Linked DNA regions of Sus scrofa: all the other regions are linked to region 3. Evidence: chromatin contacts called from public HiChIP or PLAC-seq and promoter capture Hi-C data. All regions are on one chromosome and are shown on one strand. The core of a region is the stretch at or near the end of the contact, and the rest is flanking DNA. Distances in the headings are between cores, read along the strand shown.

Region 1 (4,171 bases), core at 1,255-3,754, 710 kb before region 3:
ATTTAGGATAATTAAATGCTTAAGACAATCAAAATAGAACTGATCCTCGTAAGCTTTTCTCACTGAAGGAAACGTCTTTAAAAAGGAGTTACTCATCTTAATGTCTTTTAATAGGGCAGTTAAAAAATATAACGCAATCCACAGAATAGAATATTTTGCAGTCTTTAAAGAAGAAGCCTACCCATACATATGGGCACAGAATGATACCTAGTTGTTTTAAAATTAAAATAATAATAATAAATATACTATAACATGATTTTTATAAAAATGGCAGAAATGGAAGCAAAATGTATATAAAGAGAGAGGAGATTGGAAAGATATATGCACTAAACTGCATTCAGTATTCTGCACTGAAAGCTTTTGTTTCTGTGTGTTTCTTCCACCAGGTTATGAACTCCTTTGTCATGAAGATCAAATACAGGATGCCAGGTAATATGAATTTTGGGTAAAGGATGATTTTTTTTAAAGATAAGTACATTCAAAATATTGCATAGGACATATTTATACTAAAAGATCATTCATTGTGTATTTGAAATTCAAATTTAACTGAGTGTCCTGTGTTTTTATTTGCTAAATCTGGCAATTCTACTGGAAAGAAACCTTAAGACTATTCAACCTTGTATTTCTGTCCTTAACATAGTTATAGAGATCTGGTGCATGCACAGTAAATGGCAAGAGGGAGAGTAATTAACAAGAGCACAATAATAATGAGCAATTTTGCTAAGGGTGTTGTATAAGTTATCTCAAATCTCACAGAAATAACATTTTATTAGTGGTCCTATTTTACAGATTAAGAATCAGGGGTATATAGAAGCTGCACAATAAGTAAGTGATGGAGCTAAAAATGCCCCCAAATTCCTGAGTCCTGCTTCAGCAGCCATAACCAGCTTCTAGCTGTAGGCAGGTAGAAGAAATTAAGCAGAGCCAGGGGTGAGGCTTTGGTTCTGCCAAAGTGAATCAGAGTAGGACTCTGCACAAACTCCTCAATCTCACCTAGAGGTGGAATGTGAGATATTATATAAGGAGCAGACAAATCTGGGCCTGGTCCTCACCTCTACCACACATCTGAACAAGTTACATAATTTATTTTGCCTCTATTTTCTCCTGTGTAAAACTAAGGAGAGGATCTACCTTAGTACTGATGGGAAGAGCAAATGACATAATTTCTATAAAGTCATCAGCACAGGGCTTGGAAAGTAAAAGACACTGTCAAAGCTAGTTATTCTTAGCTCAGAGCCCCAGTGTTTTCAACTGTAAAACAGAATAACAATACCAATAACAAGACATTAATACTAATGATATATCCATATTACCAAGCTGATTGGCTGATCAGATGAGAATATCTTTCTAAATTCTAAAGTGATTCTCACTTTCCTTAACAGAGCAGAACCAAAATGAATATCATGCTGCAGAATTATTACAGTTTTTTTCCCCTCATGAGTAATTAATTTTGTTTCAAAATTTATCATACAGTAAAACTGACTCTTTTTGGTGTACAAAGTTCTATGAATTTTAACATGCGTACAGATTTATGAAACTACAACCACCACCATCATTGGGATACAGAACATGACTACAGCTTTTGAGATTCTTTTTTTGAAGTGTTTCACATTCATGATACAAAACACACTTAAAAATACGAACAGGAGATTTAGATAAACGTGCTGAAGATGCAGATGAACAAAACAGGTCTTGTCTGGGCCATTTTTGCTGTTGGCTCTACAGACTTTCTCTTCCACCAAAGTCATCAATAATCCACTGAAAAGTTGGGATCTTTCTTCACACTAAAGGCCCAAGTCATAGGCACAAACTTGGGCATTTCCTTATTCTATTCTTTTTATATTACCAGATCTTAGTTTTCCCAACTGTTTTCTCCAATTGGATTGGGACAAAGGAGATACTGAGTCCTGGAGAAAACGGCAGAGCTTTCAGGACCGCAAACCTCTCCAAGGTATCCTCCTTGTACTCCAGGAGTCCGTGTCTCCTACCCCAACTGCTCCCTGCCTAACCGGTGCCCCCTGGGGCGTCAGACTTCAGTACCAAACTTCGGTTCTTTTCTGGCGGCCTTCCTCCCACCCCCACCCCGGGAGCTCTCCCAGCCTAAAGGACTTGCACTGACACCGCTGCCACATCTGGTGAGGGGGGCGGGTCCGCTTTCCGGGTGACTCACATCCTCGCTATTTGCCTTTTGTTTCTAGGATGCCTTGGCTGCTGTTTTCGTCCCTCTGCTTTTAATTTGGGGAGAAGAAAAGTAATGAATCAAGAATGAATCTCTTCTCCACCAATCCCTTTTTTCCCCTTTCTTTTCCTTCTCCCTCAAGTTGGCTCTCTCCCTTCCCAAGTCCCGAAACCAGGCAAGAAGCGCGGGGGCGGGACAGGTGGGGACGCACTAATTGCACCTAAACCTGAAGTTGGCAGTCCAAGGCATCACTTGGCTGGGAAGACTTTCTGAAACTCCCTTGCGGACTGCTGGGGTTTTTTGCTGCTGCCGCTGTGCATTTTCAGCTCGTTTCTCTATGCTGCGGCTTCGCGCTGCTTGGTCACGCCAAAATCTATCTGGTTCTGCCGTAAGTGCCAGAATCTGGGCGAATTCCACGAGATTCACCAGCGGTTTTGTTCCTGTTCAAGGTAAATACAGTATGCAAAATGAGGAACCACCAAACGATGCCTAGGAAGGGGGAGAAAAAGGGATTCCCTCACCTTTTCGGGTACATTCCTCGTCAATTTCCACCGGGAGGAGGCGTGTAGCCCAGATCTCCCCTCAGCCCTCCGGTCTCCTTTCTAAATCCCCCCCCTCCTGAAGGCCGCCGAGGCTGGCTGCACCACCAGAGTCTTTCCTCCCTCAGGCTTGCCCTCCCCCGCCCCCCGGGTTGGTTTTTCCCAGCCGCGGAGGTTGGGCCAGGGGCTGGGGTGCGAGGAGCGTCGGCTCCGGCAGCGTGGAGCGGGGAAGTCGCCGCGACTCTGGTGGGACTCGGAGTTGTCCCTGGAGGTGAGCTGTGGGGAGCAGGCGGAGAAGGCGAGAACTGGGAGGCGGCTTCCAGCCCCTCCCCATCCTCAGGCGGGAGAGCCGCGCAGGTCCTGGGTCCCACCGCGGCTTTGTTCGCGGCCTCTCCCCTCCCCTTTGGAGAGGACTTGAAGGCCCTCCGATCCGAGGGGCGGGTGGGCGTGCGGGCTCAGGGGTGGCGGCAGCCCTAAGGTACCCCACTTCTTAAGCCGAGAGGGCATCTAAAAGAGATCAAAAGACTCCTGTAAGCTGAAACTTCCCTCTCATCCTAACGTGGACCCGGAGGAGAGGTCCTGCAGAACAGGCGGGGGCGGAGACCCCGGAAGGCAGGTCTTCCGCGGAGGCGGTGGGGGAAGGAGCTGGGAGAGTGAGAAGTTTGGTCGGGAGGCGCCGGGGATTAAGCGAGAAGTTAGACGCGGGGGACGAGTCTGATCCGGGAGGGAGGGGGGCGGGAGCCGGAAGGGTATATATAGCAGGGGCCGGGACAGAGAGGAGACCGTACTCCGGGTCTCGGGTCGCGCGCCCCTCTCCCGGGTAAGGATGTGCGTGGAGCTGGAGGAGGCGAGGCCCGGACGGGCTTTTGGAGGGAGGTCTTGGGTACTGAGTTGGGGGGACGGCTTGGCTCGGAGAGGCCAGTTTCTGCAGTCAGGGAGCAGCGGCCGCCGCCGCTCCTCACGCTTCTCTCCTGCTTGTCCCAGGTCGCGCAGTGGACCCAGCGCGAAGCGCCAACCCTAGAGGCAAGGAGGTACCACCCGGGGGCGCCGGCTGGAAGAGGAGCGGGAGGAGTGAGCGCGGAGCTGGGCGTCCCGACCCGCCGTGCGTACTTTCTGGGGGGAAGGGGCGGGGGAATCGGACCCGGGAGGGGGACGCCCGGTGGCTAGGGGGTTAGTCAAGTTCCGGCGGCGGGCGGCGGCTACAGCGGCCCTCTTCCGCACCCACCGGAGGAAAGTTTTCTCTAGACGCTTCCGGCCGGCCCGCGCCCTCCCGGCCCAGCCTCCTGAGCCTTCGGAGCGGGCGGCGCCCCAGCCCAGCTCCGGGGAGACCTGAGCCGCGATGCCTGGGGGGTGCTCCCGGGGCCCGGCCGCCGGGGACGGGCGGCTGCGGCTGGCGCGCCTGGCGCTGGTCCTCCTGGGCTGGGTCTCTTCGTCCTCCCTCACCTCTTCGGCG
Region 2 (4,226 bases), core at 715-3,214, 830 kb before region 3:
TCCACCAACAGATGAGTGGATTAAAAAGATGTGGTACATATACACAATGGAATACTACCCAACCATAAAAAGAACAAAATAATGCCATTTGCAGCAACAGGGATGGTCCTAGAGATTATCATGCTAAGTAAGTCAGAAAGAGAAAGGCAAACACCTTATTATATTATTTATCTATGGAATCTAAAACATGACACAAATGAACCTATCTATGAAACAGAAGCAAATTTACTGACACAGAAAACAAACTAGTGGTTGCCACAGGGGAAAATAGGTGGGGGAGGAATGGAGTGGGAGTTTGGGGTTAGGAGATGCAAACTACCGCATATAGAATGGATAAACTACAAGGCTCTACTATACAGCACACAGGGAACTATATTCAACATCCTGTAATAAACCATATGGAAAAGAATATCACAACATTGTAAGTCAACTATACTTTAATAAAATTAAAATGTTAACTTCATCGATTTAAGAATTTTTTTTCCAAGAAAAAACTATTTTAAAAAAGAATGTTGTGGAGTTCCCTGGTGGTGCAGCAGATTAGGATCTGGCATTGTTGCTACTGTGGATCGGGTCTGATCTCTGGCCTGTGAACTTCCATATGTCACAGTGGAGGCAAAAGAAAGAAGAAAAAAAAAAAAATGCTGGGAAATCCCTAGTGCTTTCACAGCTGCCGCAGGGTTCAATCCCTGGGCTGGGAACTGAGATCCCATATCAAGGCCCTGCACGCTGCAGCCAAAAACCAAAAAACAAAAAAAAAAGCGTGAGAGTGTATGTGTATATAACTGAATCATTTTGCTGCGCAGCAAAAATTAACACATTGTAAATCAACTACACTTCAAAAAAACTGTTTTTCAAATTTCAATTTTCAAACACACTCTGCTTCCAGGCATGAGGGGGAAAAAAAAGTGCTACTACATCGGTCTCTGCTTCCTGAAAAATAACCTGTCTGGTCAACAGACTTTAAGTTTTTTTTAACTACGTTGGAGATCAGAAGTCACAGAAGTCCTGGGTTACTTATTTCACTGCTGAACTAAAACGTTTTAGAAATAAAGCAACATGATATCAGAAAAGGCCTCTATCGGGGAGTTCCCGCTGAGGCGCAATGAGATCAAGAGCATCCTGGGAGCCCCGAGACTCAGGTTGGATCGCTTGCCTGGCGCAGTGGGCTAAAGATCTGGCGTTGCTGCACCCCAGGCTTAGGTCGTGACTGTGGCTCGGATCTGATTCCTGGCCCAGGAATTCCATACGCTGCGGGGCGGCCAAAAAAGAAAAAGGCCTCTCTCCTGTCCACCCCACGCCCCCCAAAAAACACACGGGTCCCTTTTCACAGACAACTGTAGATTCAGGCTGAACTTCGTCGTTAGTATCCCCACAGTGACTAAAACTTCAGTGACGCCACGAAAGAGATAAGGGACAGGGGCGCCTGGAGGAATGGCTTAAAACTCAAGGCTCGAGGGAAAGTGACACGAGACAACTATCAAAACCCAGCACCTCTACGTCGATGGAGGGCGTGGCAGGCAGGACAGCAACGTAGCACGTCGCCTGCACGGACCATTCATTAGCTCCAGGAGGCGGCCTGAGGGCGGCCGCCGGGACCAGGCCACTCGACTGGCCCCGCGCCAATGCGCGGGCAGCCGGGCAGCCTGTGCGTCCCCGCCCCGCGGCCCACTCGCACCCTCAGGGAAGCTAGAATACCGTCCCGACGCCACCCTGCTACGGGGAGGCCACCGCCCCTGCCGGCTCCACGGGGTCGCACCGTGCCATGCAGTCCCTCACCAGTCGCTAGATGAAAATACGCCGGTGTTCTCCGCGGGGTGGGCACACGGCCGCGCAGGGACTCATCCTCAGTGAAGGCAGCAGAAGAAACCGAAGGGCGCCAGTGGAGGCCCGTTCCCCAGGCCCGGGTCAGTTCCGGAGGCGGCTGCAGCTACAGCCGCGACTACAGGCGCGCGGAAGGGGGGCAAGGAGGGACGGGCCGGCGCGGGCGGGACCCAGGAATAAGACCGGCGCTGATTGGTTGACTGTCGTGTATGCCTCTTGCGGATTGGCTGGAGTCTGTCCAGAATGCTTCGCGTGGCAGCCCTAAGCTCTGGCCTTTCCCTGGCCGCGTGAAGGAACTTGACCCCGCCGGCCTTGGGGCAACCAGCGCTAGCCGGGGGCGGGGCAGGCCTCAGCCGGGGACACTCGGCCGACGGGGGCGGTGGGAAAGGTGACGGCCCTTTCGGGGGTCAGCCGTCGCCCAAGAGGAAACGTCGCTCCCCCGCAGCAGGAGATTTGGAACTCAGGATAAACCTGGGTTTAGAAACAGTATGGGACACCTGGCTAGATGTCTCGGGCAGCGGAATGCCTTGGCCACGCCGCAGAAGTCAAAGGCGTTGTTGGCATGTTGCACCTATGAGAGTGCCCTCCCGTTGCCCTGACCCTGGGGTCACAGGAAAGCCAAAGGCGTTGTCTTGCAGAGACTCAGCCTCGCCCCTCACCGGCCGCTCCTACACCCGCATTATATTGGGGTCACTCCCTGGGTCAGGAGGCGTCACTGCCTCCTTAGATCACTGCTGTGGGACCAGGCCAGGGTCATACCACTCACCAGATCACTGCACTCAGTCCTCACCCCAGGCTCTTGCACTATGCTTTTTCCCCTTTAACTCTGCATCCAAGGGCCATTTTAAAAATGGAGTGAAAATAATTAGGGAGGAAAGCAAGTAGCCGATAATCGATACTAGGATAGGGAAAGGGAAACATCCTGCGGAGTAGGCCTGATTCAGTAAATATTTGTTCAGGGAGGGCTAGTGTGACTCAGAACAAACAACGCTAGGAGTCAAGACACAGCTGTGCAGTTCTGCCACGTGTAGATTATACAAGCCACTTAGTCCCTCTCATCTGTAAAACGACAGACTTGAACTAGATGTCTTCTTAAAGGCCCATTCGGCTTTACTTTTTTTGGAGCCTACCTTATGGAATCCCCAAAGCCACGCACCTCCCTAGTGAAGGGAATAGGAAAATAACTAGCTCTCCCGCCGCCCTTCCCAAAACCTTGTTCTGTCTCTTTGCCCCTTCTAGGTGCCTGACGTCCTTTTTTGACATGTAACAAAAACCAGTTTGTAATGTAAAAATCGGCTGGTTTTGAAAATAAGCTATGTATGATGACCTTTATAATCATGGAGAAGCTAAGAATGGCAAGTAAAGCCCATAATGTAAATAAATGCATTGACCTAAATTCAAATCTTTTAAATCTTTTGTTTGTCGCTGGGCAAGTTCTCTTTTTTTTTTTTTGGAGGGGGGAGGGGGCAGTGGGCTGGGGTCAAGCCCACAGCAGGTGGAAGTTCCAAGGCCAGGAAATGAACATCCTTAGAGCAGTGACAACCCTGGATTCTTAGCCTGGGAACTCCTAGTTGGCTTTTTTGAAGCCTCAGTTTCCTCAACTGTAAAATAGAAGCAATAATGCATTTTAGGGTTGTGAAAACATAACTATGTACAGATATATCCCACTTAACGGAGTGTCTAGCACACAATAACACTTCATAAGTGGTAGATCATACTTTTTATAAGTAAGAAGTATTTCCTTAGCAACAGAATTATTCCAAGCATTCATTGATTTTGTGGTAAGCACTAGGGATCCAAAAGTGAACAAAACACAAACTTGATAATCACACATGTAAAAATAGTTTGCAACCCTTACAAAAACTGCAAATAATGCTATGATAAATTTAACTTTGCAAAGAAGTGACACTTGAACTGAGACTAGAATATTGGGTAGGAGATAACCAGATGAAATAGATTGCAAGCCATATGGGATTGCTCTCCATTTCCCTGGAAAATTGTCTTCAAAGATACTGATAATTTCTAGGACAGAATATTGCAATGATTAGGCAACAGTACAGATGAAATACAATTAAATGAAAACTGCATTGCAGATGTGGTTAGTGAAAGAAGAGATCAAAATCAACCATTTAAAAAAATTTGTTGTGTTTACCCATAGAAGGAAAGATAGAAATATACCAAAAACAATGATTGTCTCTGTGTGGTTATGAGTGATTCTTGATTTCTATCATTTTGAATTGTCATTTTTACTTGTAGTAGTTGAGTTACTTGATTAATTTTTAAAAATCAAAGTTTAGGAGTTCCTGTTGTGGCTTAGCAGTAACAAAGCCTGCTAGTATCCATAAGGACATGGGCTCCATCTCTGGCCTCACTCAGTGGGTTAAGGATCCAGCTTTGCTCTG
Region 3 (4,051 bases), core at 511-3,010:
AGATGAAAAGTATGGCCTATTGAATTATGCAATGACATAGATGAAACAGTAATGTCAGAAACACTGTTGCAGGAAAGCAGCCAGAAACAAGCACATACCTTACAAATCCATTTATACATACTTCAAGGAACGGCAAATGAATCTTTGTTGAAGGAAATCAGAACAGTGGTTGCTTTTATAGGGTAGGGGGACTTAGTGATAATGCTCAACGGCCAAAGACCACTAGCAGCAAACAAGAAATCCAGCAAAATTATGTTTAACTTTCTTAAACAAGGAAGAGTAATTCAGGGAAAGCATGAAGGACTCCTTTGATGAGCAGAAGATGGTCTTGTTTAGTTTTGTGTAAGGTTTGGGCTCTGAGTAACTTTACAAGGTGCATTTGAATTGGACCTGCAGCACTTATTTGAATTCATAATTTGGGGGGGGGGGAGGAAAAAGAGAAAGAAAGAAGAGGAATAAACAGCATCCTTATTTCACAATTGAAAACATTCAAATTAAGGATTCTAATTTGGTGAAGAAGCTAGGATTTGAATCTAGTTCTGCCAATCAACCTCAGAGTGGTGCCTTGTCATAAAACTTTCAAGATTCTAACATCCGATTTACTCTATTTGAAACAGTGGTTACAAGGGAATAATGGAGGTACCATATACTACCAAACAAAAAAAAGAGAACATTTCCCTAATAGTTTCTTGTTTGTGTAAATAATGAAGAGCAAGGTAAGGGCTTACAGACTTCTCATTGGAACTCGGAATACGAAAAACAGAATGAGCTCCAATAAGAAGCCTGAAACCTGTGTTCACTGAACACGCTTTTACTGAACGAGTGTGTCGGTTTCTCTGCACACAGAACAATTTGGGGAGGAGAAAAAAAAACCCGGAGTTTTATTTACAAAAAGGGAAGCTTTCACATTGGAACAGATCGTATAACGAGGATTCCAAAGGGGCAAACCAAGCACGTTTGGCACTGTCTTTGTTGGAAACGCAGGGCATAGTCAACGACTTGAACATTAGGGATCCTCAAACTTAAGTGTGCCTCTGGATCCCAGGAAACGTGTTGAAATCTAAGTTCGGATTCAGCAGGTCTGGTGTGGGACCGAGACAAGGCATTGCTAAAAAGCTCCCAGGTGATTCAAGATTGCCAGTGGAGGTGGCGGAGGTGGGGGGTAGGGGAATGAGGGCGCAGGGATGAGGTACTCGGCTTTGAGTATCCCAGAAGCTCAAAGCATCTGGAGAAACAAACTCAAAATTCCATCCTTCCGAGGGAGGCGGAGCCTGCCCGGCAGCAGAAAGGCGTGCCCCGCTGCGTTGGGGAGCCCACACGCCACAGCCCGCCTTACCCCAGGATCAGCAGCGCGCTCTGCAGCTGTCTCCGCACCTCCAGGAACACACGCACTTGCGCCCCAGCCGCCGCCATTGCGGGCGACCAGGGCCCGGGGTTCGCAGCGGCAACACGTGCAGCCCGAGCTGGAGCTGCGGCGGCAGCGGAGGTGCCGGCGTCGTGGATCCGGAGCTCGGCTGCTCGACTACTCGCCAGCCCACAGCGCCACCAGACGGGCGGAGAGTGCGCCGCCTCGAGACTGGTTCTGGCGGTCACCGGCAGTTTCTGATCCGAGCTTGGGGGCTGATCTCTGAGAAACGTGGGCAGAAGAGCAGAACTACCCTCCCACTCTGTTTCTTAAGGGCGCCACCCGGTGCGTCAGGCTCCCTGGATATGACCTTCAGAGTAAGATCCCAAGTACTCTCCCTTGGCTAGTGCGGGTAGGGATGAGGCTGGACGAGAGGGAGATGATAGGCGGGCACTGTCATCAGGACTAAGACCCATCCCACACACACTTTATCTTGGCTTTGTTGTTATTTTTAATGGACTACAGCCTTTTTCTTTAATGAACGCTGGTCGGTCGTATTTTAGTTCTCTTCTGAGGCAACAGATGTCCAGAATTGACTTGGCATTGCTTCTAAATTTAGGCTGGATCGCTCCAAAATGGAAACGGTTGCAAAAATGTGAGATGTTTCCTGTTATCTCTGCTGTTATATCCAGTATCATGAAGCACAGGATTATGCATGTCTATAACCTTTGAAAAGAGGAAGATGAGAATGATTCCACATGTACATTTTCACTATTCACTTTTGCAAAGGTAAAAATTGACTCAGGGGAGTTGTAATTTATTTCATTGCTATTAGAAAATGATTTTGGAAAGTTTCACCCACTGAAGAAAAGGATCTAGTATAAAGTAAATAGTTATCATGGGAAAATATTAAAATATAAGGCTACAGTAGAATTATAATACGAATATATTTTTTAGAGCAAGAGGCTTTAAAAGAAAAACAATGTTCACTTGTATGCGGAAAAATCATGTTTATTGATGTTCTACTTTATCATTTTAAGGTTGTAATTACCACACACTAAACATATTAATTTCAAGATTTTCTAGGAGTTCCTGTCCTGGCTCAGTGGTTAACAAACCCAACTAGAATTCATGAGGATGCTGGTTCAATTCCTGGCCTTGCTCAGTGGGTTAAGGATCTAGTGTTGCCCTGAGCTGTGGTGTAGGTGGTAGACACCACATAGATCCCCTGTTGCTGCAGCTCTGATTTGACCCCTAGCCTGGGAACCTCCATATGCTGCCCAGTGCAGCCCTAAAACAACAAACAAAAAAAGATTTCCAAATGAAAATAAAGCCATGTCCCTCGAGGGGTACTAGATTAAGACAATTTTTCTAAAATATTTATATGGAGTTTTTAAAGCTCATTTTGTTTCACAAAATCCTACATCCATCAGAATTCAAATTCATGGATGGAGGTAACAACCCAATTAAAAGAATTAAATTTACTGGTATTTCATCACAACAATGGTGATGAAGGGTAGTGTTTTTTTGTTTTGTTTCTTTGTTTTTTGGGGGCTACACCCACAGCATATGGAAGTTACCAAGCCAGGGATTGAATGCAAGTCACAGCTGCAACCTACCCCACAGCAGTGGCAACCCTGGATTCTTTAACCCACTGTATTGGGCCGGGGATCAAACCTGAGCCCAGGCAGTAGGATTCTTAACCCACTGTGCCACAATAGGAACTCCAGGGCGATGGGTTTTTTTTTGTTGTTTTGTTTTGTTTTGTTTTTTGCTTGTTACGGCTGCATCTGGATCATATGGAAGCTCCCAGGCTAGGGGTCGAATCAGACCTACAGCTGCTGGCCTATGCCACAGCAACTTGGGATACAGCCGAGTCTTCGACCTATACCACAGCTCAAGGCAACGCCGGATCCTTGACCCACTGAGCATGGTCAGGGATCGAATCTGCATCACCATGGATCCTAGTCAGGTTCATTAACCGCTGAGCCACAAAGGGAACTCCCTCCAGGGTGATTTTTTTTTTTTTTTTTTTGTCTTTTTTGCCTTTTTTTCTAGGGCCACATCTGAGTCATGTGGAGGTTCCCAGGGTAGGTAGGGGTCTAATCAGAGCTGAAGCGCTGGCCTGCGCCAGAGCCACAGCAACTTGGGATCTCTGCCACGTCTGCACCTACACCACAGCCCACAGCAACGCTGGATCCTTAACCCACTGAGCAAGGCCAAGGATCAAACCTGCAACCTCATGGTTCCTTGTCAGATGTGTTACCACTGAGCCATGACGGAAACACCCCAGGGTGATGGTTTTGATGAAAGAAATTTTCCCATAGTAAGATACGGGGAAGTCATTCTGGCTTAAACATGATTTGACCTGAACTTAAGGTTAACCAATAGAGCCTATTCGTGGTCTATTAAATAAACATTGTACATCTGCCTTAACCATAAAGAAAATAATGCATTAAAAAAATAACAATGGCATAACTGTGGTTCAGGCATTCAAATGGAGCCAGGTGGCCATCGTGGATATGGCTTCAGACACATTCCTGTATCACTAAGAATCTGAATTTTCTAAACTATATCACTCAGACTCAAGGACACCCTCAGCCTTTCTCAAAACAACATCTGCTAGCAGCTGTCAGCTGCAACCTTATAGTCTCAAGGCCTCCCCTTATAAGTATACAATTTCAGAGCTGGACCAATCCTTATTTA

The links. Promoter capture Hi-C pulls out the DNA fragments that hold promoters and counts their contacts. HiChIP or PLAC-seq counts read pairs in DNA pulled down with a chosen protein or histone mark.
Region 1: an H3K27ac HiChIP or PLAC-seq map of skeletal muscle shows a contact between it and region 3, with 16 times the contacts expected there. The contact joins the promoter of TPBG here to the promoter of UBE3D in region 3. A contact is called at or near these places in 3 of 5 promoter capture datasets (fetal liver, fetal skeletal muscle and liver), 10 of 47 Hi-C or Micro-C datasets (adipose tissue, embryonic fibroblasts, epiblast stem cells and 6 more) and 1 of 2 datasets of contacts at active chromatin or transcription factors (skeletal muscle).
Region 2: a promoter capture Hi-C map of fetal skeletal muscle shows a contact between it and region 3, with 9 times the contacts expected there. The contact joins the promoter of IBTK here to the promoter of UBE3D in region 3. A contact is called at or near these places in 4 of 5 promoter capture datasets (fetal liver, fetal skeletal muscle and liver), 6 of 47 Hi-C or Micro-C datasets (brain, embryonic fibroblasts, epiblast stem cells and 2 more) and 2 of 2 datasets of contacts at active chromatin or transcription factors (alveolar macrophages and skeletal muscle).

Annotation. Positions count from the first base shown.
Region 1 is chr1:83,849,659-83,853,829 of Sscrofa11.1, reverse strand. TPBG (trophoblast glycoprotein) reads left to right here and starts at 2,504. Exons shown (of 2, transcript XM_021091971.1): 1 at 2,504-2,628; 2 at 3,703-4,171. The coding sequence starts at 4,058. It overlaps LOC110260701 (a long non-coding RNA gene), which reads right to left. Exons shown (of 4, transcript XR_002344017.1): 4 at 1-2,619.
Region 2 is chr1:83,971,299-83,975,524 of Sscrofa11.1, reverse strand. It overlaps IBTK (inhibitor of Bruton tyrosine kinase), which reads right to left and starts at 1,964. Exons shown (of 29, transcript XM_001924870.6): 1 at 1,780-1,964.
Region 3 is chr1:83,138,188-83,142,238 of Sscrofa11.1, reverse strand. It overlaps UBE3D (E3 ubiquitin-protein ligase E3D), which reads right to left and starts at 1,760. Exons shown (of 10, transcript XM_021091912.1): 1 at 1,337-1,760. The coding sequence starts at 1,413.